2 separate regions of the Mus musculus genome follow, and region 1 is linked to region 2. Evidence: chromatin contacts called from public Hi-C data. All regions are on one chromosome and are shown on one strand. Each heading gives the region's core, a stretch centred on a gene start, on an enhancer-like site or on the middle of the called end of the contact. The rest is flanking DNA. Distances are from core to core; before and after follow the strand shown.

Region 1 (4,000 bases), core at 18-2,517, 77 kb after region 2:
GGTGATGCAGTTGCACCATCTGTCACTCCACTGATTACCAAGTTGACCTGCTGTCTTTTTATTTATTTATTTATTTATTTTTGTTTTTCGAGACAGGGTTTCTCTGTGTAGCCCTGGATGTCCTGGAACTCACTCTGTAGACCAGGCTGGCCTCGAACTCAGAAATTCGCCTGCCTCTGCCTCCCAAGTGCTGGGATTAAAGGCGTGGACCACCACGCCTGGCGACCTGCTTGTCTATGTGAGTGTCTCCTCCCCTCTTCCCACTCCATGTACATGGCTTCCAGAACTACATGCCTGTTTGGACAAAGATGACCTTCCCCTAAGAGAGAAGGACACCATCTTTGATAAAGGGTGTGGGAATAGATGTGTCACCCTGCTAGAATCTCCAAACAAGCCAAGCCTCCATAGCCGGTCCCGAGAAAGGCAGGGAGAGAGGAAGAAAAAGAAAAGAAGGAGAAATAAAAGAGAAAGAGTTTGTGAAGACAGCAGGTTAAAGAATTTATCGTGTGTGAGATCAGAAGATGGGAGTGGATCAGAAAGACAGGGAAGGCTGAGCTGCTTGTGTTAATGCCAGAGGCACCATACACACCACACACACACACACACACACACACACACACACACACACGCGCGCGCGCGCGCGCGAATCAAACCCAGGTATTCTACAAGAACAAGAGTGCTTTTAACCGCTGAGCCATCTCTATGGCTCTCAACATTTATTATAGTGTGTGCGCGTGTGGGCGCGCGTGCTGCCAAGTTGCATGTATGGAGGTCTAAGAATAATTTGTGGGAATCGACTGTCTCCTTCAACTAGGCCGGGTCTGGAGACAACTCAGGTCGGCCAGCCTAGTGACAAGTGCCTTCAGCCGTTGAGCCAGCTAGCTTGTCTAGCATTTTCTTTTGACACAGTATCTTTCTCTCTGCAGCCTGGGCTAGTCGGGAACTCACTAAGTTACCCATGCTGGTCTTGGTCTGGAGGTGATGCCCCTGCTTCAGAGTCCTGAGTGCTGGGATGACAGGCATGAGCTTCACTACATAGCTCAAGCGGGTCTTGATCTCCATGGTCAGGAGTCATCAGGTTCGCTCGTGCTGAGACTGCAAGCCTGAATTTACTGGTCTGGCTCAAGAGGCTCGCAAACCTTCAGCAGGAAACCCGGGACCCTGAGTGTCGCAGACCCCCTGGGTGACGCCCACTTCCGCCTTGCTCTCTTGGACGGGTCCCAGCGGCGGCTGCGTGCGTCATCATTCCTCGCCGCCGCGCGCCATGGGCATCATCTGGCCCCGCCCGCGCGGCGGCTGGGCTCCTGTCAGAGCCGGCTCCAGCCATGGTGCTGCCCAGTGTTTTGTAAGTTGGCAGCGGAGGCTCGGGACGTGGCGCAGGTCCCGATGGCGGCCCTGGTGGCTGCGGCGGCCCTGGCGGCGGCCGAGCCTGCACCCGCGGTGCCGCAGGCGGCTGGGAGCGGGGGCCCGACCTCACGCCGAGACTTCTACTGGCTGCGTTCCTTCTTGGCCGGAGGTCAGTATCCGCCGCCCGGACCCCGGGGCTGGGTGTTGAAGCCGGTCCGCGGGCCGATCAGACAGTCCCGAGCTTCTCCTGCTGCAGCACCCAGCCGGGCCTTCACGTCAGCCCCTGCAGCCGGGGCTAATCCCTCCGCTGAACCAAGCACCTATTTCTTAAGGTTGAAAACAGGATCCTTTAGGTGGGACATGGTGGGGACCACCCCTTTCTGTTACAAACAACACGTGTGACAGTGTAGGATTGGGTTTTGCTGTTTGCTTGAAAGGAAAATAAGTTTTGGAGGTGGAGGCCAGCTTGGGCTCGCGTCCCCTTCGCGTGAGTGTGCGCGCGCGTGCGGATAATGATTTGAGAATATTTAATGTATTCCCCCCCGCCCCCCCACCTCAAGAGCCTTATGTAGTTGACGCTGGCTTTGAACTCCCGATTCTCCTGCCTCTGCATCCCAAGTGCTGGAATTACAGGCACATGTCGCACAGTCCGTCTCTAGAGGCTAACTTTGAAAAATAGACTAGGATATGAGCTGGACATGGTGGAATGTGCCTTAAATCGCAGCACCAGGCAGATGCAAAGGTCGGCAGATCTTGAGTTTGAGGTCAACCAGGTCTTCATAGCAAGTTCTGGGCAAGCAAGGAATACAAAGTGATACCCTGTCTCAAAAACAAAATAAAATGACTAAGGATATTGTGCAAAATTGCCTACAACCGCCCAGCGGTGGTGGTGGTGCACGCCTTTAATCCCAGCACTTGGGAGGCAAGCAGATTTCTGAGTTCGAGGCCAGCCTGGTCTGAGTGAGTTCAGGACAGCCAGGGCTACACAGAGAAACCCTGTCTCGAAAAAAAAAAAAAAATCAAAAAACAAAAACCAAACAGTTGGAGAAGCAGGCCCGCAGACCTTGTCATGCGATAGAAGATAGATGGAGGTGATAGCAAAGATCCCTGGCTTTGTTGTTTTGGTTAATCTTGTAGATAGATGATGGTAAACTGATGGACAAAAGTGGGAGGGGCTTGAGAAGAACAACAAATCTGTAGTCCATGCTGTAGACCAGTCTGGTCTATAGAGTGAGTTCCTGGACAGCCAGGGCTACACAAAGAAACCCTGTCTCGGAAAATCAAAAAACAAAAAAAGAAAACTGCCTACAACCAAAACTGGTTCCAGGAATCGTGGTAAACAAGCTTGTAACTGCTTGAAAAGAAGCACTGTGCTTTGTGCTTACTCTACCAGATGGCTTGCATGTGCCAGGGTTCCTCTCCCTTTCAGTAAGCAGGTGTTTGTAAGTTTGTATCTCTTAACCTCTCCCTCCCCACAATGATTGATTATTTGAGTTGTCATCAGGTAATTATTTATGTGGTTTTTCTTTTCTTTTTTTTTTTTTTTTCCCAGACAGGGTTTTTCTGTGTAGCCTTGGCTGTTCTGGAACTCACTTTGTAGACTAGACTGGCCTCGAACTCAGAAATCCGCCTGCCTCTGCCTCCCGAGTGCTGGGATTAAAGGCATGCGCCACCACACCCGGCTCAGTTAATTATTTATGACTGGCAATAAAAAAAATACACATCATGAGGTCTTATGGAAAGATAGGGTCATAGCTTGCAGCTGTTTTGGGAATGTAATTATTTTCTTCTCAGATTAAAAAGACATTTGTTACTTAGTCCTAGCACTCGGGAGGCAGAGGCAGGCAGAATTAGCTCCAGGCCAGTCTGGTCTACAGCATGAGTTCCAGGATGGCCAGAGCTACACAGAGAAATTCTGTCTTGAAAAACCAATGTGTACACAATGTGTGTGTGAGTGTGTGTGTGTGTGTATATATACACTGGCCATGATGGGAGTCTTTTGAACCTCAAAGCCTACTCCTAGTGACCTACCTTCTCCAACAAGGCCACACCTCCCAATCCTTTACAACATTTCCACCAGCCAGGGACCAGTATTTATTTGTTTATTTAATTTTATTTTTTGGTTTTTCCTGCCTCTGCCTCCCAAGTTCTGAGATTAAAGGCATGCGCCACCACTGCCCGGCACAGGGACTGAGTATTTAAGAATATGAGACTTTGGGAACTATGATGGTTTGTGTATGCTCAGACCAAGGAGTGGCACTATTAGGTGTGGCCATGTTGGAGTACTTGTGGTGGCCTTGTTGGAGTAGATGTGTCACTGTGGGCATGGACTATATATAAGACCCTCATCCTAGCTGCCTGGAAATCAGTATTCTCCTCGCAGCCTTCAGATGAAGATGTAGAACACTCAGTTCCTCCTACACCATGCTGACATGTTCCCACCTTGATGATAATGGACTGAACCTCTGAACCTATAAGCAGCCCCAATTAAATATTGTTCTTGGAGTTGCTTTGGTCATGGTGTCTGTTTACAGCAGTAAATCCAAGATAGGGGCCATTCTCATTCAAACCTCTACATGAACCCTTCCCATACTGCCCTGGCTTCCCAGAGGTACTTTGAATATTTTTTTGGATCTTAGGTTGGGGTCAGCAT
Region 2 (3,875 bases), core at 1,331-3,830:
CCATTGAACCAGCCCCACTTGTTCAACTCTTGATCATAGAATAAGTTATATAGATGTCCAATTTTTGTCAAAATTCTGTTGAGAAAAACGGCACTGTGTAAAAAGCACCCACGTTTTCTGTTTATTTCTGAGTGGTGGTGGGGTGAGGGGAATGAGACAAGGCCTCCCGTTATAACCAGGTGAGGCTCTAAAATGTCAGCAGCCGAGGCTGAACTCACGCCTCAGCCTCCCAACTGCTGAGATACCAGTTCAGGACCATACAGGCATGGGGATATCCAGGCACGTGGTCTATCACCAAACGGAAACCTGGGCACCTAGGCACTGGAGTCTTGAGCATGGCAAGGGCTCTGCTACTGATCTACACGCCAAGGCAATCATTCTTTCTTCTTCCTCCTCCCCCTCCTCCTCTTCTAGACTTTTGGAGACCTAATGGTCTGTAATCATTTGTAACTTATCCAAAGAATCCAATCCCTCTTCCATCCTCTTTTGGTACCAGGCACACATGCAGTGCATTTTAAATACATTCAAGCAAAATACTCATACCCATAATAGATAAAAATTAACAAATCTTTCAAAAAAGAACTAACACTTAAGACAAGGAAGTTCTCTGTTGGGCACTGAGAATACACAGTTCAGTTGTGCCGCTGCCCCTGCTCCATCCACATCGGTGATCATGATAAATCCTTTCTAAAGCAAAGCTTTAAGGAGCATTGTTTCCCACAAATTCCTCGAGAGGTGAAGCGGCAACACCCTCAAGAAGTACTGTGCATTACATCCAGGGAGCTTTGCTTCTGCTCGGCCTGTCAGTGCAGTCGAGTGAGAGATTTACAACCCACAGAAGGCACTGGAAAGATGGCTCAGCGTTCAGCAGTGTGCTGATCTTGCAGAGGACTCATGATCAGTGAGTGCCCAGTTCACAACTGCCTGCAAATCCTACTCCAGGAGGGATCCCACACCTCAGTGCCTCCAGCCCCCACATACACATGCCCACAGACACAAAACAAACAAACAGCGCAGAAAGTCGCTGCCTGAACAAGCGCTCCCCATGCAAACCCTAGTTCTTCCATGGCTCAGCAAACCTAGTGACCATCAAATCTGGTGGCTCCAGCACATCTGGACCTGCAATGAGTCACCTTGAAGATCTCAGGAGTCTCGACTACAGACTCTTTTTTTAAAAAGATTATTTATTTATTTATTATAAGTACACTGTAGCTGTCTTCAGACACACCAGAAGAGGGAGTCAGATCTTGTTACAGATGGTTGTGAGCCACCATGTGGTTGCTGGGATTTGAACTCAGGACCTTCAGAAGAGCAGTTAGTGCTCTTAACCACCGAGCCATCTCACCATCCCCCAGACTCTTCTTTTTTATTCTAATGTTTACTTCTTACCTACCCAACGCAAATCCTTTTTTTTTTTTTTAGCTTGGTGATGTAAGACTTTACAAGAGGGATTAAAATCCTTCGAACATACACTATTTGAGGATTGCCTCTAAAGGTATAAAAACAAAGCAACCCTCTGAAACCATGAGTGCTCTCTAAGGCTAAGCTATCACAGCTTTGTTAGAGGATGCTTACACCCTCCACCCCCAAAAACAAATTACTCCTGAGCACTCAGATCTGTATCAACTGACTTCCCTCTTCATGCAAATTTCTTTAAACCAAGAATGGTGGCACACTGCAGTAACCCTAGCACTCTGGAAGGAGGCAGGAGGGCCATCCCTGAGAGTTCAAACTAGCCTGGGCTCCATACATAGTTTCTAGGCATTCCTCAAGACTTTGATCAAGTTTTTAAGAATAAGGGGGAGTTCATCTCTCTGCTGATACCAATGGAAATTCTCAACCACTGTAAAATGGGTACCACACAAACCAGTTATATATAAGACCTATGCATTCAATGGAACCTAGTGCCCTCAAGATGGCTTGCCTGCCAGGCAGAGCTGCTTGCTGAGAGAGCCTGGCTTTGCCAAGACACAAGTACATAACCAAATGTGATAAAAACAGGAGAGGAAGACTAAACCAAGAGAGATGCCTGCACATCACCCATGCTTCCTGTGGCTCGGTCATCAGCCTGGTGCTACTGCTCAGCAGAGGAGTCCAGAAAACATGGTTCTTATCATCCTTAACCCTGAAAGACTGACTGTATCAGGATGCGCTGAGTCTCACTGAGTCGATTATGGATGCCTGGAACTTAAACACAATAACAACTTAAACAAGTGTTGAAGTATGTACCTATGAAACTGTATATGAATCTCTTATATTGGAAACACTTCACTGAAGGCCATATCAACATGCGAGACATGATCCGTCTTTAGGCCGAGGTGGCCTCAAAGTCCTGGGAACCCAGCCGCCTCCTCCCTCTGATTGCTGGTCTCACAGGCTCATGAGGGCATTCTGAACACAACAATCAATAACTGTAAAAACGTAGCCCTACTCAAGAAGGCAACTCCCAGTCACACCTACCCGGGCGCACACAGCCAACAATGGGAGCAGAAGTCAAAGCCCAGTCTGAGCTAGAGCAGGCCAGGGATACCTAATTCAACTCTGCTAGCTCCATAAATCACAGTTTATATTTAGATGCTGAAGGCTCAGGATGCTTGCCAGGCTGCCCCACCTCCCCCTCCCGCCCAAGGCTGTATTATGTGGCCCAATGCTGACACTAGAGTGGAGTCAGGTGACCAGACTATTTATTTATTTTACTTTCCAGAGCTGGGAGGGAACCCTGGGTTTCCACCACTAAGAAACACATTCCAAACCGTATCTTCCTTTTAAATGTAGCTTGAGCGGTACTCAGAATTCCAGGATTTTGTCAACTGACAAGTCTTGTCCTCACACTCCCCCCATGGCATTCCCGTTCCTTGAAATTCCACCCTGAAAGTCATCGAGTAACTGGTGCAGGAGCCTGACGTACAAGGAACCTGAAAGGTTTGCTTTTTCCTTGTACTTCCTCTACAGTAGAGTACAGCCAGTTCTACCAATGCTCCCTTAAAGGAGCTACTGGGGCCCTTCTCACTCCTGCTTTCTAAGAACAGAAGCTCCACAAAATATTCACGCACAAGCCCTGGGTCAGAGTGTTGCTGAATCACCAACAGAAAAACAAAAACAAAACAAAATAAAAAACAAACTAACAACAACAACAACAACAAAAAACCAACAGTGTTTTCTGAAGCTCCAAACTTCCCCTTGGTCCTTCGTACAGGCAGTATGTTCAAGTCTTTTCAGAGTTGAGAGGACTGAGGTAAATCCCTGTCAAGCCAACAGAATGCAGACTGAGGCAGTAGGATTACCAGGAGCTTAAGGCGTGCCCAAGATATATAATAAGATCATGACACAAAAATTCAAAGCAAAACACAATAAACCCTTAGGGCACAACATTGTGATCCCTCACTGCAGAGACAAAGAGAAGAGGATAGTTACAAGCCCGAGGATAGCCTGGTCTCCATAGGCAATTCCAGACCAGCGAGGGATTTTCAACCTGACTATGCCTCAAAGACCAAAGACAAAAGGCACAGAGTTACAGAGGCCCACAGAAACACCTGTAATTAATTTAAATCACATTCTAAATCAGTGCATTCAATTATGATTTCAATATGTAATCAATTTTTTAAAAACTATCAGATTTTAGCTGAGAATCGACTCAGTTAACTCTGCGCACGAATGAGGACTCTGGTGAACTGCTAACCTGATAAGTTTTCTTGAGGGCAAAATAAGCCAATTAAAGTCAAATTAAAGTATAAAGGCAGCTTTACTGGGGACAGCTCTCAGATGTGTTCACCGGTCCCAAATGGGGGAAAGCCCAGGACCTAGGCTGGAAAATTCAGGGTAAAGGACGGGATATGCCAGCCATACCCTGTAACAGGTAGGGGCTGAGGCATGCT

What was found. Hi-C and Micro-C count contacts between places; a contact is called where the count stands out from the background.
Region 1: a contact with region 2 is called in a Hi-C map of nephron progenitors, with 2.0 times the contacts expected there. The contact joins the promoter of Slc25a16 here to the enhancer-like site in region 2. A contact is called at or near these places in 2 of 39 promoter capture datasets (cranial neural crest and hippocampal neurons), 10 of 484 Hi-C or Micro-C datasets (CD8 T cells, the HL-1 cell line, cerebellum and 5 more), 9 of 115 datasets of contacts at active chromatin or transcription factors (the SCID.adh cell line, bone marrow-derived macrophages, embryonic stem cells and 4 more) and 1 of 9 other capture datasets (adipose tissue).

What each region holds. Positions count from the first base shown.
Region 1 is chr10:62,919,366-62,923,365 of GRCm38.p6, forward strand. It overlaps Slc25a16 (solute carrier family 25 (mitochondrial carrier, Graves disease autoantigen), member 16), which reads left to right and starts at 1,268. Exons shown (of 9, transcript NM_175194.2): 1 at 1,268-1,516. The coding sequence starts at 1,387.
Region 2 is chr10:62,841,356-62,845,230 of GRCm38.p6, forward strand. The region is part of intron 3 of Tet1 (tet methylcytosine dioxygenase 1); the gene reads right to left. Among named protein-coding and RNA genes, the nearest start is that of Gm51805, 22 kb to the right of the region's middle. Within about 2 kb of position 2,581, at least 34 of the 459 cell types and tissues checked have an H3K27ac peak or open chromatin away from gene starts, as enhancers often do. A contact at or near this core is called in the HL-1 cell line, embryonic stem cells, nephron progenitors and 2 more, where this site is marked.